Regions from separate parts of the Mus musculus genome. Here region 1 is linked to region 2. The links are chromatin contacts, called in public Hi-C maps. All regions are on one chromosome and are shown on one strand. Each heading gives the region's core, a stretch centred on a gene start, on an enhancer-like site or on the middle of the called end of the contact. The rest is flanking DNA. Distances are from core to core; before and after follow the strand shown. Region 1 holds the start of Ftx (Ftx transcript, Xist regulator (non-protein coding)). Region 2 has its middle 33 kb from the start of Tsx.

The links. A called contact is a pair of places that touch in the nucleus more often than the background predicts.
Region 1: a contact with region 2 is called in a Hi-C map of embryonic stem cells, with 6 times the contacts expected there. The contact joins the promoter of Ftx here to the enhancer-like site in region 2. A contact is called at or near these places in 6 of 39 promoter capture datasets (the C10 cell line, cranial neural crest, liver and 2 more), 4 of 484 Hi-C or Micro-C datasets (the G1E-ER4 cell line and embryonic stem cells), 5 of 115 datasets of contacts at active chromatin or transcription factors (embryonic stem cells, epiblast stem cells, large pre-B cells and 1 more) and 3 of 9 other capture datasets (adipose tissue, liver and pancreatic islet).

The regions. Positions count from the first base shown.
Region 1 is chrX:103,622,313-103,625,363 of GRCm38.p6, reverse strand. Ftx (Ftx transcript, Xist regulator (non-protein coding)) reads left to right here and starts at 1,610. Exons shown (of 11, transcript NR_028381.1): 1 at 1,610-1,817.
Region 2 is chrX:103,445,830-103,449,018 of GRCm38.p6, reverse strand. It overlaps Tsix. Among named protein-coding and RNA genes, the nearest start is that of Tsx, 33 kb to the right of the region's middle. Within about 2 kb of position 1,293, at least 55 of the 459 cell types and tissues checked have an H3K27ac peak or open chromatin away from gene starts, as enhancers often do. A contact at or near this core is called in the G1E-ER4 cell line and embryonic stem cells, where this site is marked.

The DNA.
Region 1 (3,051 bases), core at 361-2,860, 180 kb before region 2:
TAGGAAAGAGATATCTTGGAAATTTAGAGATGATTTCTAACATTTCTATTTATGTTTACAGTTTGTCAGATGAACAAATATGTTGTTTCCCCTGGTGGCAATCAAGAAAAACTCTCTTACATGGAATCTTCAGATGGAACTAAGCTTGTTTTACAAGAAAAATTGTTTGAACTTTATTTTGTTTTTTGTTTTTAAAGATCTATTTACTTTTACTTATATAAGTACACTGAACTGTCTTCAGACACACACCAGAAGAATGCATCAGAGTCCTTTACAGATGGTTGTGAGTCACCAAGTGGTTGCTGGGAATTGAACTCAGGACCTCTGGAAGAGCAGTCAGTGCTTTTGACGTCTGAGCCATCTCTCCAGACCTAGTTTGGAGCTTGTAAGTACAGCCTGTTAATTCTGCATGAGTACAACTTTGTTCGAGATGTGAGCTAACACTTTTGTAGTGAACTCCAGGTAAACTTAGCTTAAAGGCTTCTTTCATTGCTCAAATTGGGCTGAAAAGAGCTTTTCCATCACACTCCCTTCCCCCTCAAAGAAAAAGCTCTTTCAGAAACCAGGGAGGGAATTGTCAAAGTGGGGATGTCTTACTAAAGCTGAAACATCAGAGGGGTTTTTTATGCATGTTACCTATATGTCCATTAGGTGTCGCAATATATCCAATGGCCCTGCCTTCTACTTCTATTCTGCTCATGATATTGTTTCAGATGCAGGCATGGGACTGCTTTTCCTTTTCTCCTCCTCCTCCTCCTCCTCGACCTCCTTCCCTTCTTCCTCCTCCTTTTTTCTTCTTTGTCTTCCTCCTCCCCTCCCCCACTCTTTTTTACTTGTATGGTTCTGGTGCTTTGATGCTCTACATGAAAATTCACAATTCAATGCAATGATAGATAGACAGGCAGGAGCCAGTCGGATGATCTCTCAAGATCCAGGGCTGAATAAGAAGGGGGAGTGGATCTTAAGGAGACCCTTAAAACTCAAGATTCTCCACAGGAAACAACATGCTGAGAGTGAAAATAGCCTGCCCCAAGAGTTCTGGTTCCAGGTATTAGAAAAAGACTTTTTCTTCAGGCTTTGTAACTTGGGCCCACAATTAAATCTACATACGTATATTTCCATTCCCCCAACCCCCCGGATCGGTGGAGGCTATTTTTTTTTCCTTCAGGATCTTTTGTGGTCCAAGCTGACCTAGAATTTGTCATGGAGGTGAGGTTGTCTATAAATCGCTGGAATTACAGGCACTTATCACCATGCCAGTGGTTGGTTGGTTGGTTTGTTAGTTTGTTTGTTTTCGAAACACTTGGAATATTGGGTACATCAGGAAATATGAGGGGGCCTAGCAGAGCTCCAGAGAAGCAGAGAAGGTCAAGAATTGTAGGGTGAGCCAGAAAGGGAATAATAACAGTAGTGAGATGTGATGGTAAATTAAAAAGGATGGGGACTTATTGATTAGAAAAGGGGCTGAGGAAAGGATGGGTGGTGGACGCCGGTATGAGCAGAGGTAGGAAAAGAAGTGTGGGCTAGGGACCTGAGTACTGGACTCAGTGGGCTGCTGTAAGTTGTAGAGGGGCGCTCTGAGGAGAGGGAGGAGCGCGGCGCATGCGTTGCAGCACAGCGCAGCGCTCCTGGAGAGGCTGTGGGTTCGTGGCATCCGCGCCGCGGCCGCAAGTATAGCAGGTTTCGTACCTGGTGTTCATCGCCGTTAAGTCATCGCTGCTGCCACCCAGGCACGGCTCTCTATGCCGCCGCTCCCTCCACCCTCTAGGCACTGCCTGCCGTAAGAATTTTAACTGCGACACTCGCTTCAGCAGGAGGTAAAGGAACGACGAAGGACGAAAATGTAACATGGAGGGCGGAGGAGGGAACTTGTGTCAGGGAGATCCTTAATTTGTGCATTTTCTCCTTTGAGGGGAGGGAGAACTGGAGGCCAGTACGAATCCCCAGCCCTCCAAAAGGATGTTGCGCATTACTTAATATTATGAAAGATTTTTAGACTTCTCTAAGCAGGTTTAAGGCACCTGAGCATCACTGTTTTGTTTGACATCTATTTAAAACAAAACAAAAAAAACTTTCGAGTTCTTCATTTGTTAAGGGTGAATCAAATGGATGAGTCTTTAGGATTAGGCTTCATCCGCTTTTTGTTTTCCTTGGGGGTGAGTGAATGTAGTTTGAGACTGACAGCAGCAGGCCTCGAACTCGCGGCCGTTCTCCTGCTTAAACTGGGATTACAGGCGTAAATCACCACGCCGGACTCTGATTCAGTGGTTTTAGGTTGGAGGGTTTTTAACTGTATTAAGGAATCCGTCTACCAAGTAGCCTCTCCCTTAGGCTGCTGACGGATTCCATCTGGGTTTGGGATATGCTTTATCGCCTACGACGTTTTTTTAATTCCATGTGTAACTTAGTTTATCACAGTTAATCCTGTTAAGGATTGTTGTTAATGATATGGTTTAGACACTGGGGCATAACTTTGGCGAGAAACACGTGCAGATGCACCCGGCATGAATATATATACATATATATGCGCATATATGTATATATATTCTTCACAGAGTTATCTCACCAGAGTAGCAGAACGCAGTGGCCACAGAGATTATATATATAATATATATAATATATATATATACACATATACGTATATATATTATATATATAATCATACACGAGAAGGGAGAATAGTAAAGATAGGCGCGCTTTGCGTGGATGCCAAAAGAGGAACCATATCACCAGGTGGTGGCGCTCAAGTACCCTTGAGAAAGCGTGACATGATGGGTAGGACTCTGCTGGCACGGGAGATCGTGGCCCCTTAGGCGAGGGTGGGGCAGAGAGGAGAGAAGGTGAAATCACGCATGCTCACTGCAAGCAGAAGGCCTCTGCGCGGGAATGAAAGTGCGCATGCGTAAGAGGGAGCATGTTGGCCGTTTAACACTAGGTATCGAGAACTGCGCGTGCGTGTTGCCAGTGGCTTGGCTGGGAGGGAGGGAGGGAGACGCGGAACGTTCTGGTAATTATGATTGCGAAATAGCGAGGGGTTCGGTAAGTTGTCCT
Region 2 (3,189 bases), core at 44-2,543:
GGCAGGCATTTTAGTGATAGCCCAGATCCTCGACGGCAGGCATTTTAGTGACCTCCCAGATCCCCGGTGGCAGGCATTTTAGTGACCTACCAGGTCCCCGGTGGCAGGCATTTTAGTGATAGCCCAAGTCCCCCGTGGCAGACATTTTAGTGACCTCCCAGTAAGCGGTGGCAGGCATTTTAGCGACCTCCCAGATCCCCGGTGGCAGGCATTTTAGTGATAGCCCAGATCCTCGACGGCAGGCATTTTAGTGACCTCCCAGATCCCCGGTGGCAGGCATTTTAGTGACCTACCAGGTCCCCGGTGGCAGGCATTTTAGTGACCTCCCAGGTCCCCGGTGGCAGGCATTTTAGTGATAGCCCAGATACCCGGTGGCAGGCATTTTAGTGATAGCCCAAGTACCCCGTGGCAGACATTTTAGTGACCTCCCAGTACCCGGTGGCAGGCATTTTAGTGATAGCCCAGGTCCCCGGTGGTAGGCATTTTAGTAAAGTCTCCCAGTCCCAGGCATCCATTTGAGCCATTAGTCCGGGAACGTGGCATGTATGTTAGCTATCTTTCCAGGTCCCTGACCGGTAGTCTAACCACCTGTAAGGGACAGACATTTTAAATTTTGGCTCCAGGACCCAGCAGACATTTTAGTTATTCCTCCGTTATGCGGCAGGCATTTTAACTATCGGTTCGGGACTACGCAGGCATTTTACCTTCATCTCCGCATAGCTGGCAAGCATTTTAGGAATCTTTCTGCTGCTTGGCAATCACTTTAACCATCTCTTCCGCTGTCCCGCAAGCACGTAGCCATCGCTCCACTGTCCTGAAAGCACTTTGCCACTGTCCCACTGTCCCGCAAGCACTTAGCCACCTCTCCCCTGTCCCGCAAGCACTTAGCCATCGCCCCACTGTCCTGCAAGCACTTAGCCATCGCCCCACTATCCCGCAAGAATTTCAGCCACCTCTCCACCACCCCAACAAGGACTTCGGGCACCTCTCCACCGTCCCGCAGGCACTTTAGGCATCTGCCCTCTCCTTAGCCCGCATCTCACCCACCGCTCCGCTCTGGCCACCTGTCTAGCTGGCTATCACGCTCTTCTTCCATCACGCGCTTGCCGCAGCCGCCTCCCGGGAGTGGATGCAGGACTCAAGATGCGTGGATATCTCGGAAAGTGAGAACAGAGCAAGGGCGCCGAGCGCAAGTGTGTAGCGCTTGCAGGTACTTTTGGGACCGAGTGGAGCACGACGTAGCGCCTCACCGGATCTTGCGAGATTGCGCCTGACACAAGCGCTGCACTGAGGGTTTGAGGGAGTGTGGGGCGGGACCTAAGGCTCTTGAGGCGCGGGATCCTGCTGAGAGGGTGTGGTTAGCACACTTGACCACCTGCGCAGAGAAGAGGGGGCAGAGCTTAGGGGAACAGAGCATGGACCTTGTGGGAGTCACAGAAAAGAATGGCTGCAACCTGAGCCCATTTGCCTTTGAGAGCTGGGAAAGCTAGGCCAGCAGGTAGCAGCTTGCCTGGTCGAATGGCCCTTGGTGAGTGTTGGAATGCTGGAAACCCAGAGACCAAAGCTGCCAGGCTCAGCTCCAACACAGTCTCATTTGTTTGGTTTGTGGCAGACTGCCTGCACCCCAACCCTTTCCTCCCCAGTCTTGCCTCCTCCTGCCCCCTCTCTTAAACTCTTACGGTCTCAAAGACTGGGTTTGAGGGAAACCTACTGTAATGGATTGATATACTTCTCCTTCAATTGACAAGAGACTTAATGTCCTAGAGAAAAATTTTCCTTAAACTGTACATATCCAAATTTCAAAAAATGTATAACAGTCAGTATCAATGCAAACTGAGCAATCTGCCTAGGTACCTATAAACACACAAGATACCTATAAACACACAAGATACCTATAAACACACAAGATACCTATAAACACACCTAGATACCTATAAGCACACAAGAAGCTTATAGAGCACCAATTAGACTGGAACAGAAAAGAAAATCCTCCTGCCACATAATAACCCAATTTTCTTTTCAAAGAATTTTTTAAAAATATTTTTATTTTATGTGTGTGGGTGTGTGCAGAGCCCATAGAGGCCGGATGAGAGCATCAGATCTCCCTGCAGCTGGAGGTACAGGCGTCTGTGAGCTGGTACTCGAGTGTTTGGGAATCGAACCTGGGTCCTCTGCAAATGCAGCCACTGCTCTTAGCCACTGTACCATCATTTTAACCCCAATGTCAATTTTCAGTCCCCAAAGCTTTGCTGGTATGTGATACAAATTTTATAAAAGTAGAAAATGAGGAGAACTTCTTTGCAAAGAAATAGGATGTAGCCCAAGGGAGGAAACAAAAAACCCTCTGAGTGAAAAAGGCAGATTCTTCAAGTAAAATGAATACAAAAATCCCCAAGAATGTGATATTTTGGCAAAAGCCCTCTATACCATCCAGGTCTGAAATATTAAAAGAATTAGAGCCTTTCACCAGGTGGTGGCGGCGCACGCCTTTAATCCCAGCACTCAGGAGGCAGAGGCAGGCAGATTTCTGAGTTCGAGGCCGGCCTGGTCTACAAAGCGAGTTCCAGGACAGCCAGGGCTATATAGAGAAACCCTGTCTCGAAAAACAAAAACAAAAACAAACCAAAAAAACCAACAAAACAAAACAAACAAACAAAAAAGAATTCTAGCATCTTTCACATACAAAAGAAAGTACCGAGGAAAAGCTGGAATGGAGCTCTTTCATGTTCTTCCTTGAGTTCTTTGAACTGAAACAAATGATGGAAAATGGCTTCTCCCCAGAAGCCATCAATTCTCAGTAGAAATTCAAGAAGCCCATTCATGAAAATTCATGGAAGGCCACAGGAAGCTGCACCCAAGCTAATCACCTACCTTTGCCAAGTATACTGAAATAGCTCCATGTTCTTAGTATGTCTACTGTTCCGTGTGCTTGGCACAGGTCTGTAATTGCAGCACTTGGGTGTATGTGGTAGAGAGAGACGTTTCAGGTGTTCAGGGTTATCCTCTTTGGCGATATAGTGAGTTTGAGGCCAGGCTAGGATGCATGAGACCCTTTAATTCCTGCACTTGGGAGGCAGAGGCAGGAGGATCTCTGACTTTGAGACCAGTCTGATGTACAGAACAAGTTCTAGGACAGTCAGGGCTACATAGAGACAACAATCTGTCTCGAAAACAACCATAAAACAATTG